2 separate regions of the Mus musculus genome follow, and region 1 is linked to region 2. Evidence: chromatin contacts called from public promoter capture Hi-C data. All regions are on one chromosome and are shown on one strand. Each heading gives the region's core, a stretch centred on a gene start, on an enhancer-like site or on the middle of the called end of the contact. The rest is flanking DNA. Distances are from core to core; before and after follow the strand shown.

What was found. Promoter capture Hi-C pulls out the DNA fragments that hold promoters and counts their contacts.
Region 1: a promoter capture Hi-C map of pre-B cells shows a contact between it and region 2, with 5 times the contacts expected there. The contact joins the enhancer-like site here to the promoter of Gtf2a1l in region 2. A contact is called at or near these places in 5 of 39 promoter capture datasets (embryonic stem cells, liver, pre-B cells and 1 more), 1 of 484 Hi-C or Micro-C datasets (cerebral cortex) and 1 of 115 datasets of contacts at active chromatin or transcription factors (large pre-B cells).

The regions. Positions count from the first base shown.
Region 1 is chr17:90,028,699-90,033,167 of GRCm38.p6, forward strand. No RefSeq gene overlaps it. Among named protein-coding and RNA genes, the nearest start is that of Gm41653, 54 kb to the left of the region's middle. Within about 2 kb of position 3,168, at least 11 of the 459 cell types and tissues checked have an H3K27ac peak or open chromatin away from gene starts, as enhancers often do. A contact at or near this core is called in pre-B cells, where this site is marked.
Region 2 is chr17:88,665,687-88,670,594 of GRCm38.p6, forward strand. Gtf2a1l (general transcription factor IIA, 1-like) reads left to right here and starts at 2,974. Exons shown (of 9, transcript NM_023630.2): 1 at 2,974-3,045. The coding sequence starts at 3,025.

The DNA.
Region 1 (4,469 bases), core at 1,918-4,417, 1.4 Mb after region 2:
TCTACACAATGGAGTACTACTCAGCTATTAAAAAGAATGAATTTATGAAATTCCTAGCCAAATGGATGGACCTGGAGAGCATCATCCTGAGTGAGGTAACACAATCACAAAGGAACTCACACAATATGTACTCACTGATAAGTGGATACTAGCCCAAAACCTAGGATACCCACGATATAAGATACAATTTCCTAAACACATGAAACTCAAGAAAAATGAAGACTGAAGTGTGGACACTATGCCCCTCCTTAGAAGTGGGAACAAAACACCCATGGAAGGAGTTACAGAAACAAAGTTTGGAGCTGAGATGAAAGGATGGACCATGTAGAGACTGCCATATCCAGGGATCCACCCCATAATCAGCATCCAAACGCTGACACCATTGCATATACTAGCAAGATTTTATCGAAAGGACCCAGATGTAGCTGTCTCTTGTGAGACTATGCCGGGGCCTAGCAAACACAGAAGTGGATGCTCACAGTCAGCTAATGGATGGATCACAGGGCTCCCAATGGAGGAGCTAGAGAAAGTACCCAAGGAGCTAAAGGGATCTTCAACCCTATAGGTGGAACAACATTATGAACTAACCAGTACCCCTGAGCTCTTGACTCTAGCTGCATATGTATCAAAAGATGGCCTAGTCGGCCATCACTGGAAAGAGAGGCCCATTGGACACGCAGACTTTGTGTGCCCCGGTACAGGGGAACGCCAGGGCCAAAGGGGGGGAGTGGGTGGGTAGGGGAGTGGGGGTGGGTGGGTAAGGGGGACTTTTGGTATAGCATTGGAAATGTAAATGAGCTAAATACCTAATAAAAAATGGAAAAAAAAAAAAAAAAAAAAAACTCAGGTGACAGCAGCTGGTGGTGAGGATGTGGAGAAAGAGGAACACTTCCCCATTGCTGGTGGGATTGGAAGCTGGTACAACTACTCTGGAGATCAGTTTGGTGTTTTCTCAGAAATTTGGACATAGTACTACTGGAAGATTCAGCAATACCTACCACTCCTGGGTATATATACAAAAGATGTTCCAAATTGTAATAAGGACACATACTCCACTATGTTCATAGCAGCCTTACTTATAATAGCCAGAATCTTGAAAGAACCCAGATGTCCCTCACCAGAAGAATGAATACAGAAAATGTAGTACATTTACACAATGGAGTACTACTACTCAGTTATTCTAAACAATGACTTCATGAAATTCTTAGGCAAATGGATGGAACTTGAAAGTATTGTGAGTGAGGTAACCCAATCACAAAAGAACACACATGATATGCACTCATTGATAAGTGGATATTAGCCTGGAAGCTCAAAATACCCAAGAAACAATTTGCAAAATACATGAAACTCAAGAAGAAGGAAGACCAAAGTATTGATACTTTGTTCCTTCTTAGTAGGGGGAACAAAATACCCATGGAAGGAGTTACAGAGACAAAGTTCTGAGCTGAAACTGAAGGAAGGATCATCCAGAGACTGCTCAACCCAGGGATCCATCCCATAAACAACCACCAAAGCCTGATACTTTTGCATATACCAACAAGATTTTGCTGACAGGACCCTGATATAGCTGTCCCCTATGAGGCTATGCCAGTGCCTGGCAAATACCTAAGTGGATGCTCACAGTCATCTATTGGATGGAATGCAGGGTTCCCCAATGAAGGAGCTAGATAGAGAAAGTACCCAAGGAGCTGAAGGGGTCTGCAACCCTATAGGAGGAACAACAATATGAACTAACCAGTACTCCCAGAGCTCATGTCTCTAGCTGTGTATGTAGTAGAGGATGGCCTAGTTGGCAATCATTGGGAAGAGAAGCCCTTCGTCCTGTGAAGTTTCTATGCCCCAGTACAGGGGAATGCCAGGGCCAGGAAGCAGGAGTGGGTGGGTTGGGGAGCAGGGGGAGGGGGGAGGTTATAGGGGATTTTGAGAGAGGAAAGTAGGAAAGGGGATAGCATTTGAAATGTAAATGAAGAAAAATCTCAAATAGAAAGAAAGAAAGAAAGAAAGAGAGAGAGAGAGAGAGAGAGAGAGAGGGAGGGAGGGAGGGAGGGAGGGAGGGAGGGAGGGAAGGAAGGAAGGAAGGAAGGAAGGAAGGAAGGAAGGAAGGAAGGAAGGAAGGAAGGAAGGAAAAAGAGGGAGAGAGAAAGAGAAAGAAAGAGGGAGAGAGAGAGAAAGACAGAAAGAAAGAAAGAAAGAAAGAAAGAAAGAAAGAAAGAAAGAAAGAAAGAAAGAAAGAAAGAAAGAAAGAAAGAAAGAAAGAAAGGGAAAGGAAAGGAGAGGAGAGAAGAGAAGAGAAAAGAAAAGAAAAGAAAAGGAAAGGAAAGGAAAGGAAAGGAAAGGAAAGAAAAGAAAAGAAAAGAAAAGAAAAGAAAAGAAAAGAAAAGAAAAGAAAAGAAAAGAAAAGAAAAGAAAAGAAGTCATTATTCCAGTTGGCTGGGACTACACTCAGTTATTTGCTACCCAAGTATAGGCCTGAGCATCTATACTCAGGGTCTTTTAAAGGCAAAAACCACATCCTGTTATTTTGCTTTTCACAATCCAGCAGTTTAACTGAAACTAACTAAGATAAACAGTGAGCTGGAGTGGGGTATTTGTGTAAGTAGGTAGTTTGGCAGATGTCAAAATAAATTACCTAGGGCATCTTGATCTTGGGTTTCTACATTAGAGCTCAGTCATTTTCCACATGATTTTCCATCAAGGAGGTCAAATTCTAATCAAACTTAAAATGTTCTCAGCAAGGATAGAAAATGGAGGAGTTTCAGCAGTGCCTGGCACAGTCACAATTTAATATATATATATGAATTTGCTGATTGAAAGTATCTGACCATTGAATGAAAATAACAATGATTTGAATTTATTATAATTGAGCGGTACTCATGTTTGATATAAAATTTGAGGTAAAAAAAAAGTCTCATACCTACATTCAAATAATAAATCTCATAGACATGAGTTAAAAGTATTTTGTTTTGGTAAAAACTGGCAACAAAAACAACAAAAGTTGCTGTTGGTCGGAATGTAGTTGGATGCTTGTGTTTCATATGAAAATACAGATTTCAAAAAACAAGAAGATGACTTTATTTGTCTGTAGTTCTTTGTATAAAGTTTAGGCCTGCTGGACTGTGTCCCACACTACTCCCTTCAAGTTTGCATATCTGTGGTAAACGTATGCTTATACACAATGCCCTGTGTAAGGAGGTAGGGAAAGGAGGGGGTGGTTTCTCTTCTCCTACAGTGCAGGTTCTAGAGATGGAAATTAAGCTTTCAACCTTTTCAGGAAACATTTCCTTTTGTTCCGTTTTCCTCCTCTAAGTCATCTTACTAACTGTAATGCTAGCCCCTTTTGTTTGTTTTTGTTGTTGTTGTTGTTGTTGGTTTGGTTTTGTTGTTGTTGTTTCTAAATTCAAAATCCTGTAGTTTGATCCATTTTCTCTCTTTCTCAACTAGCTAAATTTTATATTAATTCCCACAACTAGTAATTTTCAAACCTAGATTTTTAGGCCCAGATTTATTGTAACTTTGGTGTTAGTAAAAAATTATTATTGAGGTATTTTAATTTAACTGTAGAGAATTGTTATAAACAGTTATCATTCAACTGAGCTTGTTTCTGCACTGTTATATTGATACTTTCAATATACCTTCTTTTCCAAAGTGTTGTTCTGCTCAGTATGTTTTGCTCAGTGGAGAAACCCTTACCATTTTTTTCCCCTGAGGATAAAATTCAGATGGAGGACGTTAGAAGCCATTTGAATGTTCTTCTTTCTCATCTCAAATTGCTGTATTGTTTGGAGAGATGACATTCAAAGAAAGGAGTACTTAACACAATCACAAGACAATCACAATCAAAGCAGATCTAGAACATCTATGCCTCTTTGTGGAAAGAAAATGTATCAGAAAGAGATCAAAGGTGCCTCCTGTCTGGCAATCATCAAAACAGTGGCCTAGTCTGTAGGGAATTGGGATTGTCTTGATTGTTCATTGATAGAGAATGACTTAGCCCATTGTGGGTGACACTATTCCCTAGGTAGGAAATCATGATCAGTGTGTAAGAGAAAGCTGACTAAGGGAAAACAAACAAAAAATATGTACATGTGTTTATTTCTCATTGCTCCCGATTGTGAATTTGATGTGACTAGTTACCTGAATTCTTGCCTTGACGTCTTCTCAGTGATGGATTGGAACCTGGATGGAAACCTGAAGTATACCCTTTTTCCTCTTAGCTTTCTTTGTCAAGCTATTTTACCACAGCAATTCAAATGAATTTAGAACAGGCTATGCATTAATTGTAGCATTTATGCAGTTACAACCTTTGAAATTCCCTATATTTTTGAAGTAGGCTAAATGACAGTCTTTAATTTAAACGTTAAGGAAATATGGGTTGTTACTCCTATACATGTCAAACTTATAGATTAATATTAAGAAAGAAATGATAAAAAGCTCTGTAAAAATATTATTAATAACTATGAAAGTATGTC
Region 2 (4,908 bases), core at 1,724-4,223:
CCTCTCCTCACATAGCCTGGCTCAGGGTCCTGCCCACTCTGGCCTCTCCCAGCTGTCCCTGCCTCTGGCTAGGCACGTCCTTTTATCTACAGTAAACATTCTGCTGTAGCAAACTTAGGAGCAGTCATGTCCCTCCTTTGCAATTTTAGATTCCCATTCAACCTAGATGATGTATGAAGTATACCCATGACGTGTCTTCCTGAGGATATTTAGAGAGGATTCACGGAGGCAAAAGAACTATTCTGAACGTGGGTGAGACCACACTATGCTTGGTAGTTTAGCCAGAACAGAGGAGGATAAAGGGGAAAGCAATAGGAAGGTGATACCTCCTGTTTCTCTGCTGTCTGGTCTGCTATCATCTAAAGAGAAAGAATGGCCCTTGCTTCAGCTATCAGATTGTTGAGACAATGGGGCCCAGTTAGAACTTCCCAGGAAGCTCACTGCTGGGAAGGGAAAGGTTGGGACTTTGGTGCCAGAATGGAACTTATCTCTGGAAAAAGAGATTGGTGCCGACAGTTTGTCAGATCACTTTGTAGGGGAGACTGCAGCTGGGACAAAGATGGGTCAGTCATGCATGGGACTGGCAGTTGGCCAAGGTTGCCTAATTACAGATGTCTCTTGTTCTGCTTGAAATCAACTTCCATTGAGATGGGTAAGGCGAGCATGGGAGTTGCAGGTGCTTCATGGTCCTCAGCCCAGTGTGATCAAGTACCCTTTCTGTACCTATCACCATTTTCTCTGTTTAATAAGCTGTCTGAGAGTGGGTGGCAGAGCCTAGCTGGTTGGGGTCACCAGAACCCAACAAATCTAACAATTCCAGAAACAAACTGAACGAACCATTTTGTCTCGGTGGACCCAATGTTTGACCTGCAAATAAAATAAGTGTTCTTCAACATCACTTGTGTCTATCACATATTTTGGTCTGAATAATGACAAAAACCCTAATGATTCAATCAGCCTCTGGAAGCCATACTTGTGCACACTGCTGCACTGGGTATCAAGCCGTAACACCTGTAGCTCGGAGACATTTCATATCTAAGGTGTGACAACCTAGATCTTGGATTCAAGCACGTGTCCTTTAATGGCCACTGCCTATTATTGTGAAGAAATCAAAGCAGCGTCTACCAGTGACCTTTTAGAATACACAAGAGGGCAACCAGAAAGTCACTGGGATTGCTCAACTAGTGTTGTATGGCTTTTCTATAAAAAGTGTATCTAGTGTTCTACTCAGTAACAATTCAATTGTTAGTCACACTTTTTATGGGTACCAAGGTCCAAATTTAAATTTAAAAATACACATCATCTACTCTGTCGCTTTGAGAAAGGTATAATGTATAATGAAGTACAGCAAATGGCTTGCTGTCACAGAATGGTAGATTGTTACCCATTCTGTGCATTTAGGATTATAATTTTGAAACCCTGCAAAGAGAAAGATGGAAAACAAGAACCTTTTCAGCTTTCTTATTTCCCGGCTTGAATAATTTAATTGGATTTTATAATATCAGAAGGAATCAATGCTTGCTTTTAGCTTTTCTATTTTGGGTGATGGTAAGTCACTTTGAATATTTGAGGTAGTAAGTTGTCACGTAGAGAGATATAACCATTAAAAATCACCACACATAATGGCTTTTTGTAAAGAAATTCCCAGTAGTTTTTAATTTAGGAAAAGTCTTCAAAATGACACCAAATGAATCAGCAGCTAGAAGCTTACACCTGGTCCAGGCAAGCAATTCAAAGTGGGCAATCACACACAGCTCTATTGCACTTACACACACAAATAAGCAAGCAGTCAACTCTAAACCCTAATGGGATTTTAAATCATCACATAACCATCTGTTAGGTCGAGATCTATCTTCAGATTAGAAAGGCTGCTTGAAGGCAGAGTGGTGGAAGTAGATGACTTTCCCCTTTGAACTAGTGGGGACGTGTGAGCTTAAATCTATCTTCAGCTTTAGCTAGTTAAGTTCCTTCAAGCCCAAGAGAGCAGAGACAGGAAGAGGAAGGGAGGGAGAGAGAGAGACCGACAGAGAGAGAGAGAGAGAGAGAGAGAGAGAGAGAGAGAGAGAGAGAGAGAGAGAGAGAGAGAGAGAGGAGAGAGAGAGAGAGAGATTGATTATAGGGCAAAGATGGCAACTTCTGCCTGAGGACTGGGGAGCCCACTTGGTTTAAAAGGTAGTTCTCTGTCTTCAGGCTGCAGTTTTAATCATATGCTCTGGGGAGAGACTTAGGCACCAAACCTTTAAAAGGAAAGAACCCTTCAGGTAAATTTAATGTGGCCCCACTCTTGAATGTGTTTTAGGGCAGTGAATCTCATTTTAATGCCCATCAGAACTATCTGGAGACCATTTGAAGTCGCCGTATGCTGTGCCCCCAGTTGTCAGTCCCTGATTTGGTAGAGATGTTTACGTTTATGAACCCTTACTTGTTTGTATTAATCTCTTTTACACGCATTGATGCATGGATTGTCTGTGTGCCCACTCGCACAGCTGTTCCTACGGAGAACAGAGGACAGCTTCTAGAGCCCCCACTCTCTTCTAGCACACGGGTCAGACTTGGCAGCGAGCGTCTTTGTGGCTTTCATCTGTATTTTTAACACTTTTCCAGGTGAAGTTGCTTTTGCTTTTGCTCACACTTCAACCACTAGTTACAGAAGAATTTGGCTCTTGTCACACTTTTTATACGGCAGCATAGAGCGCAGTTGTGAGTGATATTTAGTGAGGCATGGTAAAAACAGGAATAACATCTTCTGCCCTCTTTCTTCTTCCCTTCATCCTTCAAAGATGAGGTTGCCCCATCGACCTGACACTGCACAACCTCCCTTAGCTAAAGTTGGTTGTACGCCTTACCACACCCGTGCCACGCCCAAACTTTATTTCTCCAACCCCTAACCTTTCTTGCCCGGTCCTACTCAGCTCCGCCCCCAGCGGCCTCGCGGTTGCGCAGCAACGAGGACCCACGGTTCAAAAGCGAGCCTGGCGGCTCTCTGCCACGCAGGCGCAAACGGTTAGGCACAGAGCGGCTGGCATGGCCTTCATCAACCTGGTGGTAAGGAGGCGGGCAGGCTTTGCCGACACCCTCCAGACTTTGATAGGCACCCCCTTTTCACCATGGGGTACAGGAAATAGAAGACAGCCACGTGGGGCTCTGATTCCATTTGAAAAAGTGTGCGTTCCACTCCAACTGAGGTCACCCAGGTTTCAGGGCACCTAGACATCGTGTAGAGGCAGGGTTCCCTCAATCAGGATGATTTCCTCTGTGTTTAAGAAATTCCTAGGTTCTCTCTCTCTCTCTCTCTCTCTCTCTCTCTCTCTCTCTCTCTCTCCTCCCTCCCTCCCTCCCCCTTTTCCCTGCTCCCTCCTCTTTTTTTTTTTTTTTTTTTTTTTTTTGACAAGGTCATGTAAAGGAACCCTAGGCTGGCTTCAGACTCCGGATCCTCAGTCTTTAAAGAGCAGCCTCCAGCTCTAATCCTAGTTATTGGAACATAGGTGGCTCATGCTGTTCGAGACAGGGTTTCTCTGTGTAGCCCTGGCTGTCCTGGAACTCACTTTGTAGACCAGGCTGGCCTCGAACTCAGAAATTCGCCTGCCTCTGCCTCCCAAGTGCTGGGATTAAAGACGTGCGCGCCACCACCGCGATTACTTCCTAACCCGGAATGAGAGGTGATGTGATTTGGATTGTCGCCTCATGATCTTGCCTTTCCTTGCCCTTTAACATCTTAATGCTTAAATAGGAAATGCTCTAACGCTGCCCTAAGGACAGCTAAACCCCACAGTGAGAATTCACAGGCAAAACGGCACTTGTTAGATCCATCAAATTAAAAATCCCAAGTTGAAGGCAAAAACCACTATCAACAGATGCCCATTTCCAGAAGGACAATGGGCAGCCAAGATAGGTTTGTGTCTGTAAAAGTCTGTGTATACAGCATAAAAGGTTCCGTTTTTAGAGACATGCTCATGTATGTTCATTTTATGTTTTAAGAACTGTAAAGTATGGATGCCTGGATATAAGCTTTCCACGAATACCAGTTTGCCTGATTGTTATTGCCAATGAGATTTTCTTCTTCTTCTTTTTTTTTTTTTTGGAGATACCGGTAAGGTGGAGGTCCAGACTATATATAGTTTTAATAAAGATAACATAGAGAAAGCAATATAAAGTTTAACGGCGGTCCTACAAGAGAGACATGTTCAATACTTACTACGCTTTTGAAAAATTGTATTTTATTGGCTTCTTTTGGACTGCTGCTGTTAGACTCCAAGGGCAGGTCTTAAAAGATGTTTTTATCCCTAGGGGTTTTCCCTGCAGCTCTTAAGTGTGATCTTATAGCTGGGATTAAAACAGAAGCCTCAGTTTAGAAGCCTTTCTCAGGGTAGACGGAGAAGCAGCAGCTCATCTGGGGGCACTTAGTCTTAATGGGTAAGCCTGTGAACAACATTTAAATGTTACTGATTGGCCTATTCATAGACTTACCCTGGGTCTTTAGAAGGATTAGTTTAAATTGTGCTGCTCCTGGAGTGAGAGTATTTTTTGTGGGAAGCATGAAAAGAGCAGCCCGAGAAAGCCTCAGTTTTCATTTGGTCTGAATTAAGCAATTGTGAAAGCAACTGGAGTCCTGTGTTACTGAATGATATCTGTGGTCTTTGTCTGAATCTGTCTGTGTCTCTGTCTCTCTCCCTCTTCCCCCAAGCCCCCCCCCAGCTCACACACACACACACACACACACACACACACACACACACATACATACACACATACAGACACACACATACATACACACACACACATACACACACACATACACACACATACACACACACACACACACACACACACACACACACACACACACACACACACCAGAAAGGCTGAGTATATTTCATATGTTTCTGCTGCTTATGCAGAGGAACAGGT